3 separate regions of the Hordeum vulgare genome follow, and regions 2 and 3 are each linked to region 1. The links are chromatin contacts, called in public Hi-C maps. All regions are on one chromosome and are shown on one strand. The core of a region is the stretch at or near the end of the contact, and the rest is flanking DNA. Distances in the headings are between cores, read along the strand shown.

Region 1 (5,145 bases), core at 1,173-3,672:
TTTTGGAGTCCTGAAGAACAAGTGGAGGATTTTGTTTCACTTGCCTAGTTATCCACAACAGAAACAAAGCAAAATAATTGTGGCTTGCATTGCACTGCACAATTTTATTAGACAAAGTCAACTCGCCGATATAGATTTCGACTTGTGTGATCAAGATGAAAATTATGTACCATTGTCTATGCCAACGACTACAACAAATGATTCAACAAATGGGATGGACAGTGGTGCTATGAATCAATTCAGAGCTTGGGTCGCTGATGGGTTGTGGTCCTTGAAACAACAATGATATGAAGAAGTGTTCTTCGCTTATGTAATTTCTGTGTTAATTCGTTTATATGAACAAGTGTTATGAACAATTGTTATTTCGGTTGTCACTATTCTGCAATTCATTTGTATGAACAAGGGTTATGTGAACAAGTGTATTTTATTAGGTGCAACATGGACTTATAAGTAAGTCCCGGTAAACAAACAGGTAGGGACTCGGGACTTATAAGTCCCTGTAAACAAAGAGGCAGAGACTTATAACTTATAAGTTAGGACTTAAAAAAGTCCTAGGACTTATGAAACAAACAGGGCCTAAGAGGTGTGAAATGACAGAGCCCTTATGAACTTTCTGAGGCGAGTAATACGGAGTGCTCGCTTTGTTAGAGTTTAGAAGACATTCACGTGCACCTAGATCGTCATTTGAACTTATATAAAATATATTATTTAACATACAAATTATATCATTAGAAAATATAGAACATCTAAAGTTTCTAATGATATATTTTTTTATATTATATGACTCTTATTAAATTGATCAAAATCACGACCTAAATACATGTGACGGATTCACGACGTCATATTGATAGTTTGACAGGGGTTAGTCTTTGCGCATCCCGGATTAAGCATTGTCATCAACATGACAACATACTCCTGTCTTAAAATAAACCTCTCAACTTTATACTAGCTTTAGTATAAAATTGTATTAACGTTAAGACACTTATCTTAAAAGTGGCGAAGTAATCAAAATGTTCAATTTGTCATGTTCTTCCAAGCGACGATGCTGGTTATCAAAATCCTAAACAAAATACACCCTAACCCTACTTGGAAAACCACAACGCTAAAATCAAACTATGGCGCTCTATCTGAAATTGCATTCGGTTCGTGCCATCCATGTCCGAAAGTAAGTAACATGGGCAAGTTGATCGAGCCAGCTGAGGCCAGCTGACTTCCCTATCGCAAGCCGTTTCGGAGAAGGCCCCGTTGCTTCGACGCGCGCAAGCTTGAATCACGAGAGCAGGACATGCAGCGACGCGTTCTTGGCGGTCGCGCACAAAGGGCAAGTGTCGACGGCGGCGTCGCACGCGCTGCAGAGGCACAGGTGCCTGCACGGCAGCAGCAACACGCACGACTCGCCCTCGCCGCAAGCCCTGCACGCCACCGCCGACGCCTTGGATCCTGCGGCGTGGTCGCCGGCGGGGGTCTCGAAACAGCAGGACCGCGCGTCCTCGGCGTCGCCCTCTCCATCCGCTCCGGCGGAGTTGACGGCAGCGCAAGGCGATTGCAGGACCTGGTCGAGTGTAGCTTGGAGGCCGGCGGCGACTGCTTCGTGGCTCTTGGCGACGCGTATCCACGCCTGACCCTCGGCGCAAATCTGGCTGAGCCTCTCTGACAGTTTGGCGTTGCGGCAGCGCGCCAGCTCCAGTGCGGCCTCCGCGGCCCGCAGCCGCCTCCCTGCAGCACGCTCCGCCGCCGATACCAGCGCCCTGACGTGCTGCCGTCGCGCCTCCTCCAGCCCCGCGCGCATGCGGTCGGTCTGCACAACGTCCATCAGAATCAGGCACCAAGAATCAAAACGCCGCGCGATCAAACCAAGAACTAGCTAGAGTTCCCATGAACAAAATCGTACGTAGTACGTACCTCGAGTCGTAGGACTGCATCGATCTCCATGCCCTGGCGGTACATCTGAGAGAGCAGGTCCTGCGGCGGGCCGGCGGCATTGATCATCCTCCCGCTGGTGGACGCCGCGTCGGAGCCCACCGCCCTGGTCAGCACATCACCGACGGCGACGGGCACAAGCCCCTGCCCGCGCTGATCTTCCAAGTATGAAGGCGCCTCCGGGACGACGCGCGGCCGCTTCCTCTGCGCAAAACCGTGGGCGCGGGCGCTGTCGTGCCAGGTGAGATCGACGCGCGGAACGTTGGCGAACACCGTGTTCCCAACACCCTCCAACTCCGGCCCGCGCTTGAGGTTCTCGGGAAAGAGGAGGGAGCCGGCCGTCAGGTCATCCTCCAGAGCACTAATGCTGTTGTAGGCGTGGAGGTCGTGGGGGAAGGCGTGGGAGAGATGTTGCGCCTGCACGGCCATGGCCAACTACTACGGCGTGCGAAGAGAGAGAGGACAGGGAAACGGATGGGGAGACGGTCGTGGGCTTGGAGGGAGGGAGGGAGGTTTTATATACGCGTCCGCGTTTGCGGTTGGGGAAAGAGGCATGAGTTGAAGCGGCAGGGCACTCTGGTGGGAGGACACGTGACGCCACTGCACCTGCACGTTGGGCAACTGACCCGCGAAATAATGGATGGACGATCCATCCATGCAGACGCAGATGGAGGACGGGGCCGTCCGTCCCAAAGATGAAGACCACCTAGAGAGACGGTGGAGTAATTTGTTTGCGGTCAAAAGTCCAAACAGATTGCGTGATGCGATCCCAACGTACGGCTGCTGCTAAAAAAGAAAAGATCCCAGGGGAGACGCGCAAATCAAAGCTCGCGGGGCCGGATAACAGCTGAATTCAATAAATGGGGGCAGGTTGGCGGTGGCATCAGGCTAGCTACACATCCTGTGGAAACGCCAAGCGAGTGATCAAGAATTCAAGACGCGCCCTGCAGAACCGGATCTAGATAGCAGCCTGGTCCTGGTCCTGCTGATCACGGAAAGAGCGCAGGGTAGTGGTGGTCGCCCTCGTGCATCTCTGACGGAGCGCTGCCCCTGCCCTGCCCTGCCCTGCCCTGATTGATCTGGGTCCAGGCGACGGGGCACGTACTCTACTGGACTAGTTAATGTTGAGCACCAATCAAGCAGGCAGGCACATGCAAACAAGGAGCTTATTTGGCTTGGCACACACATGACACATCGCCAAACCAGCTAATCGAGCGGCGTCGGCAGCCACGATCCACAGTACCACTGCCAGAGTGGTAGCAGCACTCCAACCTGCCAGTCAGCCAGGGCCGGCCACGGGCCGCTCGTGGCGGCCATGAAAGCTGGAAGTAACAGCCACCCGCCCGTAAAGGCGCCGCACCGACCGACCATTCTGCGGGACGCACCTGCATGCACGGCACCTCCGGTGCTGCCGCGGCACGGAGCACCACCAACAGCAAGGGTCCATATATACGTACTCCTACTACTACAGTAGGCTTGATCGCGTCTCACGCCGGCCACGACGCTTGTGGGCCAGTTTCCCAACTCACCAGCCACCCTCCCTCTCTCTCTCTCTCCCCTCCGGCACCAAACCGGTACTGTTGGGAATCATGCAGACGGTGCTGCCACGCCGGTGACGATGATTATAACGCGATACTAGCATAGTACAGTGCACGACTCTACACCCTCAGACTGTGCGCGCTATAGCGTAGTACTGGGCGCTGGGCACATCGACATCGAGATCTCCCGTACGTCCCCGTGCATGCACACCTAGCCAGTTTATTAGAGCATCTATAATCCGGACTATTTGTACGTTTCTTCAACCCGAGGCCAAATTCACAGTTTTTATCTTTTTTTGAAGTTCATCAGGATCTGACTCCGGTTGGAAAAGAAATCGGATCTGACCATTTTGCTATCGTCAGAGCCCACAACCTACCACTAAGGCCTCTGACGGTAAAATTGCACGCCTAGGGTAAAAAATGGCTAACTTGCGGGTTGAGTGCGCGCGAGTGTCTACAGCCGGACCCCTTGACGGTAGGGTCACAGCGCTACCGCCAGACACCCTGACGGTAAGCCGTTTTCCTACCGCCAGGGACCTCGGCGATAGGTTGTTATACTATACCGTCAAGGTATCCGGCGTTAGCAAAAGGGTCAGTTTCAAAAAAAATCAAACCAAGGTCAAATCCGGCTTAACTTTCGCAAAAAGGTCAAAACAGTAAAACTTGTCCCAACCCGAACCCCTCATACCTTTTTCGTTTGGTCACCCCGCCCGCTTATTGATCGGTCATAAAAAATTGACCCAACCATCTGTCAGCGTTCCGAGTGTCAATACACACGACTCTAAAGATGATGAGAAGAAGCAACGGGAAGCCAGCTAACCGAGTCGTGGGCCAACAGGCCGGCCCACTCGTGATCGCAAGACTTTCCAGCGGCTTGCAAACCCATACTAGATCCACTAAGACGGGTGTAACGGTATCCTGTTACTTAAGCATTCATCAAGCTAGAGAACGGTGGTTGGCGACGGGTGGCTTCGACGAGGACACAGAGAAGCGTATGTAGAGAGCATTGCTGTGTAGGTAGTTAGATGGACACCTAAGACTTCTCTAGAACCCTAGATCTATCAATAATAATAGAAGAATCCTTACATCTTGTACACAGAGCTTTTTGATCGATTCTACGCTACATTTACGCTACGCGATTCAAGCTACAGCAGTAGAGAGTCACCATCGACAAGTTGTGTTCGAAAGGGCAACAGATCTAGGAACTTCTCCGAGCGGACTTCGCTGAGGCGCTAGACCACAAGTTCAAGGCGGAAGGCGAGGAGATTATCCAGTCTATTAGTCAAATGCTCAAGGACACCACCGCGGCCCTCGACGGCCTCATCTTCATGCGGATAGATGGCGCTAGGGCCGAGGTCAACCTCAACATCGAGAACATCCTGGCGGAGCTTGAGCGATGCGGCAAGGACGAGAACGCATGCAAGCAAGCGAGTTCATCGGCTGACAAGGAGGTTGGGGGCGGTCGCGAGTAACTCGTGGCGAATCCCCTTGGCTTCGACAAATTCCGTCGGGGGAAGGCACATCATGTTTATGTGCCTTCTTTGGTTAGAGGTGCGCGTGATTCTGGCTCTTCCCCTGAACTTTTTCCCTCGTGAGCTTGCTGTTTCCCGATGTGTCCCACGCGTATGGATCTGTTCCTCATGCGGAATTGCCCCATTTCGACGGCATGAATCCGCCGCCTTGGCAA
Region 2 (5,145 bases), core at 1,884-4,383, 430 kb after region 1:
TCCGAAAATACTTGTCCCGAAAATGAATATAATAGATGTATCTATAACTAAAATAATTTTAGAAACATTCATCTCTAAGACAAGCATTTTCGGACCGAGGGAGTAGTATATATGAGTTTGGTAGCTCTATTACCAACATAAATGTCATACTCAGCGTCCTGTGGTTGTACCGCATTGAGAAAGCCGAAGGCTTTGAATAGCCTAGGCGGTGGCGCATGAGACAGGAAATGTACTCCCTACGCGCAGCAGTGTCAACCGTTGCACAGCTATCGCTGGCACCGTGCATGGCATGCTATTCCGTGGACTGTTCCCGTCTTCATTATCGGCACAGAGGACCCCCGGGACCACGACGACGGCGAGCGATGCATGCATGCCAATGCACTGGCTGGGTGGCCCGGACGGACCGGCGCCATGTGGAATTTTAGCGCGATGCACAGAGAGCCGCCTCGATCTACCCCTCTCTCTTTTTTCAAGAAGAAAACGATAGCAGTGGGGTCAGAACGCTGTGCGCGATCAACTGATACAGTACCGCTTGCTTAATTTGTGCGTCCGTCCGTGTATGGACGCTCTGGTCCACCACAGCCATTGCTGTGTCCTGTGTGCCCGTGTAGGCTGGCTGTAGCAACGAATCGTACGTACGTGATCGTGATGATGGATAGCTAGCAGCTGTGCTTCCCCATCGCATCCGATCCCTATTCTCGTGGTCTCCTTTTTTTTTCTCTTCACAAAGAAAAAGGAAAACCCTATTCGCATAGTCCTGGAGTACATACGCGCCACAAAACTGGACATGCCAGACCCATTAATTGGACGTGTCAACCCACTATGCATGCACATACACACCGAGCTGCTGCTGTCCAGCTAGACACTGTGCGGTGGATCGGTGCGTCATACGCGTGCATGTGATGAGCATGTGTGACCGGCTGCGCCAACTGTGCATGGCACGGGGGGAAACCGTACGCGTAGCAGCGGTGCGCGTCGCGTCGGCATGGGCGTCGTGAAAAACATCATGATCATTGCGGCTTGCTGCTTCGCCGGGGTACGGCGAGGCCCGCCAGACCCATGCATGCATTCATGCATGAATGCACGATGTAGTACTACTCCTACAAGCTATAGGCAGGAGTAGTACCGCATCATTTGCGTCAACTGTGCACCTAATCTCCATCGCTCACTGATTGACGTGGATGTGGATCCATACGGGTGGGGTGGCTGGCCGGGCGGTCGGATAGGCACGTAGCTAGCTCTTGGCTTTCCGAGGCCATGGGCCATGGCCGGCAATGTACGTACTCGAGCTACACAGTGCTCTTCCAAGGACCGATCGTGTTGCCTTATGGGCGAGATCGCGACCGCTCGGCCCTCCCCTGCTCGGACGTACTACTCCCTCCTACTACGACCTCATAACAGGATTGCAGTTAATGGTTATTGAGCCGAGCAGCTAGTAGCGATGATCAAGCTAGGTAGCGTGCAGCTAACAAAGGACGCGCACTATCATTAACTCTGTCAACTAGTAGGAGTACGTACGAAATGCCTGTGGCTGTGGGAGCAGTCGGTTTTTACTTGATGCATGCATGCCTTGTTATTGCGCTTGATGCCGTCCTGCATCTGCATGTGCATGGCGATAGCGGGGGGTGGTGCTGGTAGTCCTGTGTACGTAACGTAGGGCCGATACGGTGTGTGTGTGGCCTGGCGGGCGCGGCGGTGGGCAGATCGCAGAGGTACAGCAGTGCTGCCTCTGGTCACGCTATTCCCGTTGGGACGTTAATGCGTGCGGTGCGGTGCGGACACGGCCGCGCGCAGCAGCGGTGGCAGGTGCACTGGCCTGGCCTGTGTTCCATCCTTGGGTGGTGGTTGCATGGATGCTTGGTCCAGCCCGCCCGCCCACCAGCCCTGGCTGGTCAGACTCACACCGTGCCAACGAGGACGGGCCGACGGTGCCGGTCGGTACGAGCACGAGACTTCAAGGCATGGGAGCAAGGACAAACAGACGGACTGCGCCACACGCGAGATAGACGAGACGTAAATGTGGCCAGGCCACCGGCGCTGGTGCTTCGTGAGCCTGGACTGGATTCATGCATGGCAATGGCATTGCCATTGGGTCCGGGACTAATTACTGGTGGCCGTATCGGTTTCAAACACCGTGATTCACGCATCCAACTCCGGTTTGGATCCGGTTGTGCGGGAGCATCACGGTCACGCACTTGACGTTTCGGGGGGCGTATTCAAAACCTGTGACCGTCGGGGCGTGAATAATAATGCGGCCCGGCATTCAATGGCACGCCACGACGGTAGGTTGTGTGTGGGTGGGGGCGTCTGCACCACCCTGCACCTTAATTCTCGCATCTGCGTGGCCTGTGCCGTTGAAACTCGCCCGCATCTGAAAATACTCCACATTTATTTGGCGCCTACGCTAGTCCACTTCGTTACCAGGATTGAAAAAGTACTCCAGTTTGATAAACATTTCTTTCAGGTGAGCTCGCATAAAATTCTAGCTTTTTTTAGGTTTTTTTTTTTTGGCGTCAATGACACATCCCCGTACCTGCTTGACGGACCACACGCTACATGTACATCCGCTTTAATAGAAAATCACAGTCGTACTTTTCCTTTTCCTGAAACGGACCTATAGGAGTAGTAGAGTAAGTCACTGTAGCCATAAATATACATGTATATAAGGCCGTATCGTAATTTGCAAAGGCAGCAGAGCCATCGGAAAATGAGGGGGAAAGGAAAGGAAAACGTCAAACCGCCGAGAGGAGAGGAGTGGCGAACCTTTATCATCATCATGCAACCCCCACCACGGCGCATCTCAAATCACTCTCCATCCATCTCCACGACGAATCAATGGGCACACCACACCACGGCAGTCAGGCAACAAGAAACGGAGCAGGAAAGAGGAAAAGCATTCCACACCGTAAACGATAGTAGGCATTATTATTAAAGGCAGGCGCGGAAAAGATAGGGAGATATCGCATCGCATCCGTCCAACCCAACCCATCCGCATCCGCATCCGCTTTGGTTCCCCGTCAAAATAAACAAGAGGCAGACAGCTTTTGTCCCCTTGCAGGCGAGGCGCCCCACACACCCAACCCAACGTGTCTTCCCCGCACCCACGCCGTATATATAACCTCCCCCCCTACCCATCTCTCTCTCCCGTTCCATCCCAAGTTCCCAACCGCAACACCCAGCCGTTTCCGCTCCCCCCACCTCACCCACGCATCGTCGTCCTCCTCCTTGGCGACACCTTGCCTTCTCCGCCCCGCCCTCTCCTCTCCTCTCTCCCACACAAGATACACACCGGTGGTCCGGTGGTACCAATGGCTGTGCAGGCGCGGTTCCTCTCCCACGCCTTCCCCCACGACCTCAACGCCTACAGGTCCATGGACGCCGCCGCCTCCCAGTCCCAGTTCCTCGACGACCACGCCGGCTGCGCGCCAGCGGTGGCGTGTATCGGGAATAGCACGGTGCTCAGCGACCTCCCGCGAAGCGAGCTCACATGCAACGACAACTACGGTTTCGTGCCCAGGAAGCGGCCGCGCGTGATGGCTGGAGACGAGCCGGCGGGGCTCGACGACCTCGCCCGCCAGCGCCTCGTTCTGCAGCAGGCGGCGGCGATGCACGGCCTCGTGCTGCCTTGCGACGCGCAGAGCAGGGCCGTCTGCTCCGGCGCGGCGTCCACCAGCGGGAGGATGGCCAATGCCGCCGGCCTCAACACGCTGCTCTACAACCAGGGCGTCGAGATGGACGCGCTCATACGGCTCGAGGTATGCCCCTTCCCCTCGTTTCTACGCGATTGGAATCGGGTATCAAATTGGTTTGCTCGAGAACGGTGTCTCACTTCCTTGTGCATCTTCGTTGTGCAGACGGAGAGAATCCGGTCGGGGCTCGAGGAGTCGCGCCGGCGGCACGCCAGGGCGGTGTTGGCTACCGTGGAGCGCGCCGCGGCGGGGCGGCTGCATGCCGTAGAGGCCGAGCTGGAGCGCGCGCGCTACCGCAACGGCGAGCTGGAGGAGAGGCTCCGGCAGATGACCGCAGAGGGGCAGGCGTGGCTCGGCGTCGCCAAGAGCCACGAGGCCGTCGCCGCCGGCCTGCGCGCCACGCTGGACCAGCTGCTGCAGCCCCCTTGCGCCGTCGCCGGTGCTGTCGAGGGCGATGCCGACGACGCGCAGTCCTGCTGCTTCGAGACCCCAGCGGGTGACAACGCTGACGACGCGGCGGCTCCGTCGTGCAAGGCCTGCGGCCAGCGGGACGCCTGTGTTCTGCTGCTCCCGTGCCGGCACCTGTCCCTGTGCGGTGCGTGCGAGCCCTCCGTGGACACCTGCCCCGTCTGCGCGGCCACCAAGAACGCGTCGCTCCATGTCCTCCTTTCTTGACCATCCAACACCAAGCCATGCGGCAACTTGGGCCGACGGTGGGCGTAGCGTACGTCTCGCGGTCGAGCACGTCGTCGTCGTTGTCGTGTTCTCCAATATTTGTTTTTGTTTTTGCTGCATGTGGGCTTGGGCAGTGTTGCACAAGTGTCACGTGATCAGGCTATGCGAGTCCAAATGCTGGAGTTTGCATGTAGATCCTAGACTTTTTTAAATTATTTTTAGGTAGATTGTTCATGTTCGGAACTAACCTTGTGTTGCTGGTTAATCTTCGAGTTAAAAGAGGTTTCGTCCTTGGGAAAAAAATGTTTACTAGACCAGTGTACTCTGCTTTCGCAAGCAACTGATAATTGTTACTGCGTATAATATGGCACCAAAACCGTGTTGTATCCGTGCGATTGCTCCATGCGTGTGGAAAGATGCTGCATGCTCGCTCGTAATATTTTACTGCCACGCTTGCTCCTGTCAAAAGATGCTTACATGTTTTGAGTACTTCTCGCCGGATCGTAGTGCTGCTTGAGCTGAGCACCATCAATATTTTCGTGCCCGTCGATCTTGACCAGTCTAAAGATGGAGTACGTACAACTGTGCCCACGCACGCCTGTCGATCCGCACGCATCGCATCCGTCTTGGGCCGTACGGGGGGCGAGTTGTCATGTGCCCGGCCAGTCCCACTGTCGGTTTGCCCACAGCGCATAAATTGGGCATGCAGGTACAGATTTGGATTGTCTGCACAGATTTGACCCGTCCGGCGCGTGAAACCGTGAAAGTGTATCGAACGTTT
Region 3 (5,145 bases), core at 1,230-3,729, 350 kb after region 1:
CTTTCTCATTGTTGGAGGATCATCAAAGATGATGAAAAGATCAAGCTCCAATATGCCGCCCTCACAGCGCAGAGAGGCAAGGAAGACGAGGAGGAGGTTGGGGAGGGTGAGAAGCCACGGCGGCGGTGAAAGACCAACTCCAAAAAGGAGGACAAGCGGGGTGCGGCGTCGATCGCCTTGATCGCAACCGTGGAAGGCATGATGACCAAAAAGGATTTAAGGGAGGAGAAGCCTCGGCAAGACAAGGAAGAGCAAACGAATGCCTTCATGGAGATTCAAAGGAGGAGGCTTGAGATGGAGGTGAAGAAGCAAACTAGGATGCTTGAGATGGAGGTGAAGAAGCACGCCAAGATGCTAGAGATCAAGGTCGCCAATGTCAAGACCAAGACGAAAGAAGTGGCTCTCGCTAGCATGATAACGGGGGTGGAAATCATGAAGGTTGATCTCAACATCGTGTCGTCAAGGAAGAGGCCGTGGTTGGAGAAGATGCACGCCGACATGCTCAAGTTCGATGACGAGTGATCTATGGCATCAAGCGCCATCCTTTTTTTATGTCAGCAAGTGTGTTGGCATGATCACGGCCATGATGGCGTGGTCAAAGTCCCGTTCCTTTTTGTGTACTCGCATGTGTGTCGTCCGGTGGCAAGTGGGCGAGCATAAACTGTTTTGTGAAGCTCACATTGTATGCGGGCTGCACGCATGATACCGACATGAACTTTGGACGACGACATGATCGCTAGCTTGATCTATTTTTCAAATATGTGCGCGCACATAAATGGGTGGCTAGCGTTGGACACACTACCTACCCAAATTTTAAACTAAACAAATGGCGAACGGACGACCGACCTAAACGGACAAAAACGGTTAAAAACACCGTCCGTATAGGTCAGCGCGTTAGAATTGCTTTTAACAGAAACTATGAAAAGGATGTTTCCGTATTATTATTATCTTTTTTTCGCAATTATCAAGCGAGTAAAAAGAATCCACTCACTTGCCCGTGATAGTTCAAATTCGGCAGGTAGGTGCCAAAATTCTCCATCTATCGTGGGCAGGGATGCGCTGGCCCAAGATCGGCTGCCATGAAAGCCTGCAAGTGGTGGGGGCACCAGGCGGTTGCCACACAGCCGGTTGCTCCCCCCCCCCCCCCCCCCCCCCCCCCCTCTCTCTCTCTCTATTGATGTCTTTTGGGTAGGATAATCCGTACATTGCACGTCACTTTTGAAGATGCAGATCACAGTACGCCATGCATGCTGCCTGCAAATTTCTGCATCTGCGCACAGTACTGTCCTCTGTTGTTATTGCAGTACCCCTGTCGGTCACCCCCACAGGCACAGCCACAGCCACAGCTTTTCTCCCTCAATCTTTGATGACCCACGCCTGAATTGGCAGATCCACGCGAGATGCATGCACTGCACTGATGTTTGCGCCTTCTTTGCGGGTTCCCTTTCCTTTTCCTTTGGTGGAGGTAGCAGTGCACCGTGCTCGTGTCTCTGTCCACCTATAGCTCTACTACCACACAGTGGCCGAGATTTGTCTAGCTTTTCACCTTTTTCCGTGACTGTCAAAGGCCTTGCAGCGTGCAGCAGGCCCAGGATTGTTGGGAACATTGAGCCTTGGGCAGACCATGCACCAGAAGGGCCCAGTACTAGTGTAATTGTGAATATGGTACTAAAATACCATTCCTACTTGTACCACTACCAGCAGTGGTAGTAGCAGGCAGCAGTGGCCGCAGGAAGGAAGAGATTGCAGTGCATGCATGCTCTGCTGTCATGCACCTCGCCCTGCCCTGCAGCAGTGGCCCTCGAGAGCGCCCGCTGGCCTACGAATGGCTTCTCTCCTTTGCACCATGATGCATGCATGTACCGTTGACGTGTGGGCTTGGCGCGCTGCTTGCTTGGAAGGAGTTGCTCGGTGACCTGTGAGCAATGGATGCAACCTTCGTCCCGTTCATTTGTGCAGAGCCTGCGTGTGGTCATAAGACGTACCAATCAGGCACGCATCGAGATTTTCATTTGCCACACATGCCGACGCACTGTATCATGAGGGAGGCACGCATGTGATGGATCATTGGTGGACGGATGTTACAGGCATGGACATCTACGGACCGAAGCGTGAAAGGTGGCAACAGCACCGGGTCAAGGGACAGCGGAATCCGAGCGCGGGCACGCGGAGCTAGGGGTCGAGGCACCGAGCTGTCAGTGTCAAAGTCCCAAAAGACGCACGCAACTCCGCGACGCGAGGATGCTTGCTCGCTCGGAAGGAGAGAAAGGGAGACACTGGCTGGGCACATGCTCGCACGGGACGCGTCTGTGGTGTGGTCTCGGACGGGCGGGAGGGGCTGCCGTGTCGGACAAAAGATTGCAGCTGCCTGCTCGACCAGGGCATGTAGTAAAAGCCATCGCACGCACACTGCCCACCACTACTACGCTCTGGTGGTGCCTTGCCCGGGTGGGTTTGGCACGGCGAACCACGTCGTCTCTGTGTCTGTGGCGCTGTTCCTTACCTACCGGAGCGAGTGGAGATCATCATCAGACGAGGGAAGTAGTAGGGTGGCGCTTTGCCCGGCAGGCGCAAAACCATACTGATCCGATGGGTCATCGCATGTGCCACCTCAATCACCGCTCTCCTCTGACGCGTCCACGTGGTTTGGGTAAAACATCGGCTGTTGGAGTACGTCACCACTGTGCTGCTACAGCTACTACGAGAGTGGCCGCTGGTTTGAGAGGAGGACAAATTTGCACAAAGAACGTGTTTGGTTGCCTTCAAAATTGTAAGGTAAATAGAAGGGTTGTCAACGAATATTGCTTTTGGCTCCCGAACTCACTGGAGACCTTTAAATTCAAACTTCAAATTCAGTAAAAATTTGTATTTTATTGTTTCAAAAAATTCTGAAAAAAAATACATAGATAGATGAAGGTATAATACACAAGTGTGTAAATTTTCAGAACAAAATACGTTGAAATGAGGGCTGTGCAAAAAAGACAAATCTAAGATTGTTTAACACATGTTACTATTCATCAGTTCAGATCATGAATTTGTCATTTTTGTACAGATCACGTTTTAAAGTATTTTGACCTGAAATTTCACACACAGGTGGGTTACGTCCTTATATACATGCATATTTATTTTCAGAATTTATTTTCGGAACCATAAAAATTTGAATTTGAATTTTTCAAAAATAAAGGCCTCCATGAAGCTCGGCCTCCAAAACACCATTCTCGGTTGTCAAACCCTTCTACTCGTTACTTACACTATTAAATACTGATAGATATAAAATATAAATATGAAAAATAAATAATAAAAAATAAATGATATTAACATTTTTGTAATTTTAGCAATATAACTTGAGTAGATCTGAAGCCTATATTTTTTTATAGAGGCTTTTTTCAAAAGTAGATGTAGACAAATTATTGTTGAGCCATTTACAGAATAGCATATAGTTATGATATTTTATTCAAGACAATGATCGTGTATCTTGACATTACGTTCATAAACAAATAGATCGACTCGTATCTGCATCTACTACTATTATTTAACTCATCAACCGTTGTTCAGCATGTATCTAGAATATTAAGTATAAAATATAATAAAGCTTCGAACAAGATAACATGGTATAGACAAAGTAAATTCAAGCCATATAAATAAGCCCCATCATTTTATCCTTAATGATAGCAATGCAAATACGTGTCATGTTTTTTTGTCATTCGGATTGAGCAAGGCAAGATTCAACCCATCACAATGCACTACTCTTATTAAAGATAAATCTATCTACTTGGGCAGACCAAACAAATAGATTGGAGAAATACGAAGCTATAACAATCATGCATAAAATAATTCAGAGAGGACTCAATTAATATTCATGAATAATCTAATTGTAAATCCATAATTATCATATCTTAATAAACACACCGTAAAAATGATTACATCAATAGATCACCCGAGAATTGCGGTGAACTTTGTATTGAAGATCGAAGAAAGAAAAGGCATATAGGTACTCGTTATGGACCCGTAGGTGTGTGCTGAACTACTCACACGACATCATGGATGCAATAAGTTTGAAGTAGATGGCCTCCGTGATCGATTCCTCCTCCGACATGGCAACGAAAAAGGTCATTAGAAGGCCTCCCGTCGGAACACTCACTTGTGGCGGCGAAAAAGGTGTTTCGGGTGAATCTTTGTTGAATTTTCGATATATGAGAATTTATAGGGGTGAAATTAGGTGAGACCGAGCCACGAGGAGCCCACACGGCAAGAAGTGTAGGCGCGCCCTGCTGCCTTGTCGTCTCCTCGTGCGTCGTTCGTCTCCCTCCAAAGTTTTTAGGTCTTATTTTGGTCAAAAATAATCATCAAAAAAATTCGTAGCGTTTGTACTCCGTTTGATACTGGTTTTCTGACAAAACAAAAACATACAGAAAGTAATAACTCGCACTTGATAGTGGGTTAATAGGTTAGTTTTTAAAAGATATAAAATAGCATATGTTTCAATATAATATATCCAAGATTAATAATACAATAGAGTGAAACAATCAAAAGCTATATATACGTTGGAGATATATTAGTTCGAAGAGGTAAAAACTTTGGATAGTACTACTCCCACTACTTTTGATTACAAGGATTTTACTTATGAGTTGCTCCTTTACTAAATATATTTCCCTCCTTCAATCCATGATTCATTCACCTAGTGCTTATGAACAAATCAAAGCTTTTATTAAACATATTGTAAGAGGTTCTATTAAAACCAATTAGGAAAAACTTGAATTAGAGGTTTCCATACCTAGAAGTTTGCATCATGAATGGGAACCCACAATTAATGTAAAGATAAAATATTAGAGGTTTCGACTATGCCAAAAGAACTATATGTTGTTCTCGGTTTCTCTAATGTGAGTGAATGTTCTTTAAATTTGCATCCAGCGGATTCTTATATTAAAAAGCCTTTCACAATAGTGAATGATGTGCTTATTATTTCTAATATTAATTATGTTCACATGAACTTTATCATTATTGATATCGAGTGTAATTTGTTTTGTCCAATTATACTTGAAAGACCCTTTTTGAATACTATAGGTGCCATTCTTGACATGAAGGAAGCTAACATACAATTCCTATTTCCTCTAAAGAAAGGCATGAAACATTCACCTAAAACAA

Evidence for each region. A called contact is a pair of places that touch in the nucleus more often than the background predicts.
Region 2: a contact with region 1 is called in a Hi-C map of seedling, with 4 times the contacts expected there. The contact joins the promoter of LOC123426602 here to the promoter of LOC123426603 in region 1. A contact is called at or near these places in 2 of 6 Hi-C or Micro-C datasets (leaf and seedling) and 1 of 1 datasets of contacts at active chromatin or transcription factors (embryo).
Region 3: a Hi-C map of leaf shows a contact between it and region 1, with 7 times the contacts expected there. The contact joins the enhancer-like site here to the promoter of LOC123426603 in region 1. A contact is called at or near these places in 2 of 6 Hi-C or Micro-C datasets (both in leaf) and 1 of 1 datasets of contacts at active chromatin or transcription factors (embryo).

What each region holds. Positions count from the first base shown.
Region 1 is chr2H:450,942,441-450,947,585 of MorexV3_pseudomolecules_assembly, reverse strand. LOC123426603 (probable BOI-related E3 ubiquitin-protein ligase 3) reads right to left here and starts at 2,422. Exons shown (of 2, transcript XM_045110466.1): 1 at 1,903-2,422; 2 at 988-1,798. The coding sequence starts at 2,349. The coding sequence ends at 1,271.
Region 2 is chr2H:450,512,586-450,517,730 of MorexV3_pseudomolecules_assembly, reverse strand. LOC123426602 (probable BOI-related E3 ubiquitin-protein ligase 2) reads left to right here and starts at 3,133. Exons shown (of 2, transcript XM_045110465.1): 1 at 3,133-3,755; 2 at 3,855-4,824. The coding sequence starts at 3,309. The coding sequence ends at 4,364.
Region 3 is chr2H:450,595,540-450,600,684 of MorexV3_pseudomolecules_assembly, reverse strand. No RefSeq gene overlaps it. Among protein-coding and RNA genes, the nearest start is that of LOC123426602, 84 kb to the right of the region's middle. Within about 2 kb of position 2,479, at least 3 of the 3 cell types and tissues checked have open chromatin away from gene starts, as enhancers often do. A contact at or near this core is called in leaf, where this site is marked.